Regions from separate parts of the Anser cygnoides genome. Here region 2 is linked to region 1. The links are chromatin contacts, called in public Hi-C maps. All regions are on one chromosome and are shown on one strand. The core of a region is the stretch at or near the end of the contact, and the rest is flanking DNA. Distances in the headings are between cores, read along the strand shown. Region 1 has its middle 52 kb from the start of IVNS1ABP. Region 2 holds the start of IVNS1ABP (influenza virus NS1A binding protein).

Region 1 (5,261 bases), core at 1,840-4,339:
GATTTGTGTTGTTTTCTTTTCAATATGTTAAGCTGAAATATCTATTCCAGTCATCAGGTAATCTTGCAACGTATTAACACTGTCATCCATCCATAATAAAATTAATCATCAACAGCTAAACAGAGAGATCTTAACAGGACAAAAACCAAACATTTTGTAAAAACCACAAGCTTTGCACATTAAATTCTTTCTAAATCAAGTCGTTTGTATTTCCAGTTAGGAAAATGTGATCCAGAATGAAAAGGTTTCCCTGAAAAAGATCATCTTTCCAAGCCTAAATTTCTCTGAAAATTGCAAACATCTTCACTGTAGGAAGCGGGACAAGAGCAAGACAACAGATCTCCCGAAATCTGTGATGCCTGTATCATTTCAGCTCAAAATAGTTGGTGGAAATCTGACCACCATGTTCTTTCCCTTCCTCTGTCAATAATATTTAAATTCAGCTAAAATTGGTTCAAAGAAACTGTTCATAGACTGTCTTTCTGGACTCGTGCTTCACCTGAACTAATAATTCCTTCCCAAACACAGCATGGCTTATCAGCAGAGTAATCCCATGAGAGATTTCAATGCAGTATTCTAAAAGAAAGCATCAAACTTCAAAGATATTTTCCTTCTGGTTTCAATGCACTCGTTTATATCAATATAACAAAGAAAGCATTTGCTGTGAGAAAAAGCCTTCACTGTATTATGAACATAATAAATTAAAACTGGCCCTTTGGAATTCTAGCCTCATTTAGGCCACTAAAATAAATCCACAAACATTTAATTTGTCTGAACTCTAATGATTTGTTCTTCCTCTGAGGACATTAATGCATTAAGACCAAAAACTGCCACACATACCTCTTTCTATTTACCCACTGTAAACAGAAAAGGGGCCTGAGTTACCAACTGAAGAGTGAGATTTGAACTGACCCTAATATCAGGAGTGCCCAGTGCAGGGCTTTTGGTATGGGCCTTCCTCCCATTATCAGGCTCTTTAGTGACAGACAAATCTTAAGAAGTTAAGGTAAAGCTCCTAACATGATTCAAGTCAGTGGTAGTTTTGATATTGAATTCAGATCTACATCCACATCTCTTTGTCCCTTTCACAGCAAATGCAGGGTTTTTAATGAGATTATCATCTGTCTCTGCAGAAAGTAGATGCACAAATACCACCAAGCAGTACCATTTCGGGAGCTACTGCCAGCCTCAGGCGCGATTTTCAGTCTCAAGGAATCCAAGTCAGCGTGAGCTCCATAACACTTCACTCCTGTTTTTACAAAAAATACAGTTCCAGTGGGGCCACTTCCACCCCGAGAAGTCAGTTTGCAGAGAAACCAGTTTGGGATTATCAGTGACTTGATAGAAATCAAGCTGTGAGCTGTCTGTGCCTGCTTGCCACTCCAGTCACCAATCTACTGTTCATTATCAGCACCTAATAGGCTCAGAGCCAGCAAATAGGAAATAGCAGGTGGAGAGGATGAACTGGAATTTAGACAACAGGACACAAGCCTTTTAAGGCATCCGATTTACAAACACGGAAGAAATTGACACCCAGGCTTTTTCTTTTGTCAAGCCACTGTCTATCAGGAAGTACCTACTGGCATGTTTTCAAACTCTTATATCAAACTCTGTCAAAGAAGGGCAAGCAGGGAAGAAAAAAATTCAAAAGGTGGTGTTAACATTCATCTACTGACCAATATATTTGTATAACATCTAAATGAAGCAGCATGCCAAAGGTTCCATTTGCAAATTAAGGCTTGCTCTATAATCCTCAGTTTGCTTTAGATTTGTACTGATGTAGTAAAAAAAAAAAAAAAACCTATATATACCTGATTACATTCATATGTTTTGCAACAATTCAGTTCATGAAATCAACAGCAACAACAACAAACCCAAATATTGATATATTTCCTAAGTCTGAAAGCCCCGTGTGTTTTGGTTTTCTGCCTTATCTGGCCAATACACATGGCCTTATAACGTATTATGTGTTTTCTAAAAGTCAATTTTTAATCAACTGCAGTCTTAGTGACCTCCTCTGGAGCATTCAAAGTACAGTCCAGGTTTGGTTTACATATTGATAGGTCACTCCAGAACAAGATCAGTGATCCATGGAAGCATTTCATATGAAATTCAGCCAACAGCATACTCCGCCAACAGCTGACCGTACTGAAAGCCATCCTGGGCATGCATGGTAACTACCTTTTCTAGCTGAGCCTGGTCCAGTCTCCCTCCAGACAGTCATCACTCTGTTGCAGGTATATCTAGCTGTGTCTCGCATGATTTCCTCTGGATCCAGGCTGAATTCAGTCCCTGTTTCTCCTAAGAGGTCTTTCAGGCATGCCTGCACTCACCTCTTGTCCCAGTGCTTTCTGTAGAGATGCATATCTGTAGTTGGTTTCACTTTCCAAAAAACAGGGACCCAGTTGTACAGTTCCACACACTCCCCCAAAATGCTGCTTAGCTCTTCAGGCATCTGGCAGCAGATGGTATCCTCAATACCAGTGGGAACTACTGTGAGCGTCAAAGCAGGCAATCAACTGATGTACCCAATACACGTAAAACTCTCAGCAGAGAGTCATCCTCACTCCCCACCATCCTGAGATGTAGGGAACATTGAGGAAATGCAGTGAGGGTGCAGCACTGGAGGACGGTAAGCAGGGCAGAGGGTATGCCAGGCAGCAGGGATACGCAGCACCATCTCCCAGGCCAGGAGCATCAGGAAGTTTCCACAACACTTGCAGTGTGCTTCCTTCAGCAACCTTGGAGCTAAAACAGAGTGGCCCTAAGGACACTCTATGCACCTTGTGGGGATACAGCTTGTCTGGTTTGTCCTTACGTGATTGAGCTCTGAGCAGAAAGGGAGAAGGATCTGGGCATACCAAAACCGTACCATCAAAACACCTACATATTACAGCAAGAAGTGTTATTAAAATGAGTTACACAAGCATAAAAGGATCTACAACAGGCAAGGGAAAATATGAACACAGACTCCTCAGAGTAAATCAGAAGTTTGCTCTTTGTGCAGCTATCATAGATCATCCTATTCCTGGACACTGCTGTAATATTTCTGTCTCGAATGAAAACTGAGCAGAAATATGTTTTATCCTGTCTATTGGAAAAATTTCTCAAACCCACTAGCAGGTTTGTTTTGTTCTCTAGGAGTTTATACAAGGCGCCTTTATACAGCTAACCAGCAAGATGGATGGAAATCTTGAATTCCATGTTTTTAGCCAGCTACTTTAATTTACTTTAGCTACTTTCAAAGTGTCCCAAACACAGCAATAATCTGTAGTATTAAATAAAATTGGATTTACTTTAGCACTAATTGAACTGTGCTACCTGCCACCCCTTGTTTTGTATACAATAGGTAAATAGTACAAGTAGTTTTGTGGAGTTACTCTGGGAATAGTTTATTTCTGTTTCCCTTCTCAAAGCTGCACAGAGTGTTCCCTCAGGTTCACACTTAACCTACTCCTTGTGCTAACATTGTGTTGATGTTTTTAACCACCTGAAATATATTTGTTTTAATGACCCATATCCTGATGTCAACCTGGCCACAAAAATAAGTTCATAAAAGTACTGGGAAATAGAAGGTACAAGTTCAAAGGCAGGCATTTCTGTTTTGCCTGGTTTAGGGTCGTGCTGGCCAGCTTCCAGGGAACAATGGTTGCATCTTGTTTACACAAGGCCGAGCAGACAACCCCTTCCTGCCAGGAGTACTTGAAAGCCTGCTGTCAAAGTGGGCTACCTGCCTGGGAAATGGGCAAGGAGGCAGAGACCCGTCATCTGGAAAGGTTATTTTTCCCACAGTCGGGAGGACAGCTAGAACTGCCCTTCCTCCTCGTATGTTGTTTTCAGTTTGAATCAAGATTGCACTCTCTAAAGCGTCAGATCCACTCCACAAACCTGTAAACAATCATATTCTCTTTTAAATATTTACAGCAGAAAGAAAACAGGACAAGTTTTGGTCACTTTGCCGCAGGAGTATGTATGACTACTGTGTAGTTACAACACTAGTGCAGTCTTACACTTGCCTCACATCCACCCAGGAAATTGCTTTATGCAGTGCTTTCTACAAAGAGCTGGGCTAAACTGTTCCCTTATTTTACACAGATCACTAGATTGGACCTCTCCAATAAAACACAATATGTGCTGTGTCCTTGCAGAGGTATGGGCTGTTTACCTAAGCTTGCTAAAACAGGATTTGATCTGCAGTATGTTGAGCAAATATACCACTGTCTTAAAGGTGAAAAGAGAATCTGAGTAGTGTGTCAGCCAGCCAACCTTTAACCCTTTGAAAAGTCATGCTTAAACAAATGTGAACCAAGAATACAGGCTAATTAAAATAAGGCAACAAGTTGTCAAAGCAGTATACCTTCCTGCCTGGATGGGGCAAGTGCTCTAGTGGCTAAAGGTTTCTTTCCTCGAGGTAGAAAGGGACATTGCCACAGGACATTCTCACAAGGAACTGCCACCAGAGTATAGCTACCAAATCATGGATGTGCAACACGCTGAAACAAATTCCTCTCCAAATGCAGCCATCAATGAAAGATTAATATCAGACCTGGAGGGTATTGCAAGTGGGACCATATCACGTTTAGGGCGAGTCTAGAACTCATATCTTAATGCAATAACTTGGGTGAGAATAGAGGAAGTGTGCTTATAAAATTTGCGACGCAATTGCAGATGCTTTGGAGGACAGGATAAGAACTGAAAGTTGGCACAACAAATTGAAAAGGAGGTCAAAAAGAAAAGAAACAGGACCCCAAAGAGCTTATCTACCCTGTCTGACCCACAGGATCGGTTCTACCAACACAACTACTTCAATTTTTCTGTCACACTAATTCTTAAAATCCTCTAGTGGTCAAATTTCCATGTATTCTGTATTTATTTTTCCCCCAGGGCTTTACTACGCTTACTGCTAGAAGAGCTTTCCAAAAAAATAAACAAAATCTCCCTTACTACAATCTGAGGGTTTTTTTAAGGGTTTACAGATTTATGTCCCACAGTCCTTCCTTTGGCTGTCTTTAAATTGGAAGAACTGGGGTTGTTTTACTTTTTCCCTAAAAATTATATTTACATTATATTAGATCTTTGATCACACTCTCTGCTTTCCTCCTGATGCTCTCTGATCAGCCCATGCCTCTCCTGAAAAGCAGCATCCAAAGCCGGACCCAGCTCTCCCGTCAAGGTCTTACTAATGCTGAGCAGAGTAGACACATTACTACTCTTCTTCAAATAACGCTCCTCATTTCACACTCTGTTACAATATTACCTTC
Region 2 (5,578 bases), core at 568-3,067, 52 kb after region 1:
CCCAAGAAGACAATGCCCGAGATCAGAGTCTAGCCAGTCTCAAAAAGCACAAACATGTTCCTTTGCCACAAGTATCTATGTGAAAAGAACTGGAAATACCCACCTGTTAACTGTGCTGTAAAGAAGATGCTATGCTTGCTCTTTGACATCACTAAGAGTAGCTGATAATGAAAATTAATGGTGATTCATAAAGACGTGTCCTTTCCTAAGAATACTGTAACAGCAGCTTGAGTAATACCGAGATTTACTTAATTAAGGAACATCCCCAGAACTGTTTCATTTGATCACAGTACTTGTGCCTTGTCTTCACCTCCCTCTCCTTCCCAGCTTTACCACAACTGCCTTTGATTAGCATGTCCTTAATAAGCTTCCTTCAAAAAGAAAGCGAAGAGTGGGAAGGTAGGCACTGAGGTGTGGCTAGTAATTTAAAAATTGAAAGGAACAGGGACTGGAAATATATCAGAGAGAGGTGAGAAGCCAAGACATTTCTGTTTGCTGCAGGCAGCATGAGAATCTGGAAAGAGGGCCCAGCATGGGTGCTGCGTTACCACACACATTTCCAGAGAGTGGTTAGATATGTACCCCTGAGCACTGTACCTGTGGCTTAATGCCTCTGTTCACCTCTCAGTAGACAAGACAATTACTTTCAGCACACTGAAGCGCTTTCTTCTTGTAACCTCATAACCATCCAACTCCAGTGTTTCAAAATATGCTTTTCTACTGAGACTCTTGAAGAATATTAGGTAAATGGGGAAATATTATCATATATGTCTTATATATTTGACAGCTTAGATTCTGAAGCTGCATCTAACATAACCTCCTATAAATTCCCTAGTTTCTGAACAAGGTGGCCTCAGAATCACGAGAAAGTACAGGGGGAAATAGTGTGGGGAAGCCTGGAAGCCATACCACTGCCTTCCAGGTGACCTTGATGCTTTAAATTAGGAAATAAGCAAGGAACCTCAGACTTCATCCAACTACATGTTTTATTTATTATGATATTGCAGTAGCACTCAGGGCTCCAGCCATGAATCAGAAACCCATTACGCTATCTCCCATGCAAACACATAATAAACAGACAAGACTTCAAACACCCCTCATTTATCAGCAGCGATGTTTGAAAACTCCTTTGCCTAGGAAGATATGATTTATCTCGAAAAGCAGGGGCATATTTCACATTCGGATGGGAAAACGCCTTTATCCGAGCGGCTCACAGAGGCTGAGGCCAGAGCCGGCTGCCACACAGGGCAGGCTGCCACGGGGAGCGTCCGGCACTGCGCCAGCTGCCCTCGGGTTATGCCTGTCCACGTATCTGGCTGTCCTCAGCTACAGGCCCAGGTGAAGGGAGGCCACCATAGCTGGGGAGGAAAGGCGTGACTAGGTGTGAGAAACAAAATCATCGAGCTGGGCGTGCTTGAGCTAAGAGCTACCAGTAAGGGCGCGAGGGCATCCGCTCAGACACGGCCCAGGGCCAGCCTCTGCCTTCTCTCACGCCGCCGCCTCCTTCCCCTTCCCCTTCCCCTGCGTGCCCGGCGCTCTCCCAGGCCCGGGGGCGCTTGGCGGGGGGAAGGCCTCCCGCCTCCCGCCTCCCGCCTCCCCTCACGGCCCGCCGGCCGCCACCGGCTCCCGCTCCCCTCGGGCGGCGGCAGCGCCCCCGTCCTCCCGCCGGCCACCTCGCCCTAACCCCCTCGGGAGGCTGGGAAGGACGGAGGGATGGAGGGCAGGAAGGAGGGCGGAGGCCGGGAGGGCGCGATGCCGCCCGCCCCAGCGCCGCCTCCCGCCCGCCCCGCAGGAGGCGGAGGGCGCCGCGGGCTCTTCCTGCTCCGGCGGCGGGTCCTCGGCGCTGTGCCCGCGCTCCCGCTCCGCTCCGCCTGCCTCCTGCCTTCTCCCTCGCTTTCTCCCTCCGTCCCTCCGCCGCCGCCTCGCTCCGCTCCCTCTTCCCGGCTGGCTGGGGCTGCGTCTCCGCCTCGGCTTCCCCCGCAGCCTGGAGCCTCCCAATATGAACGGCGTCGTCTGCGCTCAGAGGCACCAGGTGGGGCGGCGGGGGGCCGCGGCTCTTTGTTCCCGGCGCGGGGCATGGCGGCGGGCGGGGCGGGCAGCGCCGTCGGACCGGCAGGGCGAGCGGAGCCCTGCGCCTCTCGCGCGGGGCCGGGGCCGGGGCCGGGGCCGGGGCGTTCTGCTTTTTTCGAAACGTTTCTCAAATCCCGAAGTTGCGCCGAGGAGAAGAGGCGTGATCCGCCCTCAGGCGGCGCCCCAAGGTCAGGCCGCCGGCCCGCGCCTCAGCCTCAGCCCGGCCGCCCGAGGAGAGCGCCCGGGGCCGGGCCTGGCGCGCGGCGGGTCGCGGCCGGGGGCCGAGGGCCGAGGGAGGGGTGCTGGCACGGGCACGGCCCCCCCGACACCCGCATCGCTTCTGGGAGCGGGCTGCGGGCCCGTCGGTGCTGCTGGAGGCCGGCGATAAATCAGAGGCCCTCTGGGCGTTAACGCTGGAGGGGAGGGGGAGAGCCACGGCAGGGCTGTGTGCCTGCAAGCCCGCCTGGCCGGCGGCCTCTCGGAACGCCTCAGAGGCTTTTCACGACGGAGAACACCCCGGCCTCGGCAGTTTCACTGCTGCTCCCAAGACTCCCAGAAACATAAAAAGCGAATTGGTTGCAGTTCTGTGAAGGGTGAAAAAATGTTGACAAAGTGAGAGGCGAGGCATCCGAGTTACTTACGAAGGAAGAAGGATAGCAAGGCCGAGTGGTGACAGACTAGTGGAAATTCAGTATCATATCACTCTCTCCGTATTCGTCACAGTTTGTGAAGGGGAATTTTTTTTTTTTCTTCAGTGATGGGTGTGTAGACATCACATTTATTCTTTTCCGTCAGGGATCTACAAAGTAAGGAACTAAGCAGGATGTACCGCTGCGATGGTGAGATCGGTTTAATTTTAGAAGGTGGATTTTGTCACCACAAACCCAGCTCCTGGAGCACAGACAGGATGCAGCAGTCAGCAAATACATGCCAATTAGGAAATGGTACTTTAGCTACTGTAAATAGGTATAATTTCTTTCCTCAGTTTGAGTGTTTAAGAAGTGGGGAGTGTTAAAGGCAAAAACTGCCCAGCTGGGAGGGATGAGACAACAAACAAACAAACCCAAACAGTTTGCTGGTTGTGTGATAAACGTTTGAAGAACTGTAGGAAGTGTGTTAGTAGAAATCCATGGGGGTGGGGGGTGGGAGAGAAATGTTCAGGTTTTAAGAGACTATGTATGAGGCAGAAAGTAGACAAAGACAATGAAAACAACAACAAAAAAGTTTTAACGAGGTGGAAAAGGAGAAGAGGAAGTGCAGAACCGGTATGGAAAAAGGAACATGAGACAGTGAAAGAGAGCATGTCAGAAGCATGGCGGAAAAGCACTGGAAATGAGTCCTAACTGGGCAGCTGGTGTGTTGCAGCTGAGTTGTAGTCGAAGGAGCAGTAACATTCTAGCACAAAATCTGCTTCTTGTAAATTTTTCTAGGTCTTCAAGGACACGTTTTTGTATACAGAGCTCTGTAGCCTTGCTCTCTGTAATGCAGTCCAAGTATTGCATTTTCTTGGACTACATGTAAAAGGTGTTGGAAAACGTCCATAGTACTTTCTCCTTTCCCTTCAGTCCTTAACTGGTGGTAGCAAATGCCCTATCCCTTTCTCCTCACTGTGGGGACATGGGGCATGGCGTGGGTTGATTTGCAGCAAAACACAAGGTTACAGGTTATTACATTTACAGGTTATTTACCAACCAGACTAAATGTGTAGTGGAAAATAACCAAAAAGTAAATATGCAAACCAACGTTGATACATAATCTATGAGTCTTTACTTGTATTAAATCACTGGTGTGAAGAAGTTGAGTCTGTTCAGTGGTGCAAATTATGTTGGTATATGTTTTAGCCCATAGTATTTTACCCAAATGCAAACCCAGACATGAAAATATATTATATTATGATATGGGTAAGGGACTGCAAGTACTTATAGGTCTGACCTACATTTCTTCTAAACTAGGCTGTGAAAAGCAGGAAAGCCCTCAGCAAGCAGAAAACATTTAGGAACACCAAATGTGGTGTTAAATTCCATTTATGTTCCACTGTATCAACAAGTGTCAATCATTCTATCAACAGGTATCAACTTGTAATCAAAAGTTTTAAAAGTATCTCCTAAGCTAAAACATTAACTGAAAAATCAATGGTTTAGCATTGAGTTGAAGAGGTAATTCCTTAATATGGTAAAAATCTTGTGCAAAATTGGCATAAAGCATCGACTTTAATTTTTTACTGAAGTACTGCACGTGGAAGTACCACCGGACTAGACCCAAGTTCTCAGCTGGGAGGAAAAATAAATAGCACGTGTGGCGTTTGGTCGTGGGCAGCCTCAGCGCTGGGACCTGCCAGCCTGGTACCTCACCCAAGGCTGCAGCACGTGCTGTCCCCAGAAGTGGCTCTGTAGAGGACAGTCCTAGGTCATGGCAACGGGTTTAAGACCTCAGAGAAATTCAACAGTAATCTTAATGCAGGTTTTTTTTAATGGCTTTTAAAAATATTTTTGATGTTGGAATGTTTTCTGCGTGAGGGGATTGTAAGTACTAAACACAACCAACAATGTAAAATGTATTACGACATTTAATGGCTCTTCTAACTGCCTGACCTAATCATATTTCAGTAGTGTTTGCATTGCAAGATAGGTGTAAGAGGAGAGCGTAGTGAAAGATGAGAAGACATTGTTATTTAAATGAGTCTTCTTCGAAAATGCACCTTAAAGTGTATATGCAGTGAAATGACAAGATGAATTTAAGAGGAGAAAATTTCTCTTCTGGGAGTCAGCTAAGTGCAGTGAACTTATCGTGGAAAATTTTATCTGAGCTGTGAATCTTCCATAAGAAGATATACCACTGGAAATGGAGATCTCAGCCTGTGCATGTGGGTAAGTGTTCGGGCACTGCAGCTACGGGAACCCAGTGACGTTTCAGTCGAGCGAGAAGCAGGCACCTGAGTCGTGGTGTTCCTCTGCCCAGCTGCAGCAGCACGACGGGAGTGCTTAGCGCCCTCGAGCTGGCTCTTGGCTGCGGGGTGATGCCTCCAGGCTCAGCACCAGTCAGAATCCTTAAGGCAAAAACTACAATGCAAACCCAGATCATTCGCTTCTTGCTTTGGTTTAAAACTGTGTGCAGGAAGTAGGCCTTCTCTCAAGAAAAAAATTTCTCAAATGGAGATACCCAGTTCCTGCTCAGGAATGCTGGTTCTGTGGCTTTAAAGTCTTAAAATGATTCCATTTTGATGGAGCTTGAAAAGTAATTTCAGTGGTATGAGACCTCATGCTTTACCTAGCTTACAGTGATCTGTGACTGTCGCACTTGATTAAAAAAAATTAAAAATCCTGGAGAATTAAAATAATAATTAAAAAAAATGCTGATAGTTCTGGTGACAGTTCTTGATGGTGAGCTAGAAGGGAATATAAGCAAAAATCAGAAAAAATGGTAATTAAAGGGCTACTTAAATTTCAAAGTGACCATAGAAAGGAATTTGTTTGCAGTACCTTTTTATAACTTTTGAAGTAGCAAATGT

What was found. A called contact is a pair of places that touch in the nucleus more often than the background predicts.
Region 2: a contact with region 1 is called in a Hi-C map of liver, with 1.8 times the contacts expected there. The contact joins the promoter of IVNS1ABP here to the enhancer-like site in region 1. A contact is called at or near these places in 2 of 7 Hi-C or Micro-C datasets (both in liver).

The regions. Positions count from the first base shown.
Region 1 is chr8:16,527,917-16,533,177 of Taihu_goose_T2T_genome, forward strand. No RefSeq gene overlaps it. Among named protein-coding and RNA genes, the nearest start is that of IVNS1ABP, 52 kb to the right of the region's middle. Within about 2 kb of position 3,090, at least 3 of the 3 cell types and tissues checked have open chromatin away from gene starts, as enhancers often do. A contact at or near this core is called in liver, where this site is marked.
Region 2 is chr8:16,580,690-16,586,267 of Taihu_goose_T2T_genome, forward strand. IVNS1ABP (influenza virus NS1A binding protein) reads left to right here and starts at 1,818. Exons shown (of 15, transcript XM_048059236.2): 1 at 1,818-2,032. LOC106034011 (a long non-coding RNA gene) reads right to left here and starts at 1,646. Exons shown (of 4, transcript XR_007161558.2): 1 at 104-1,646.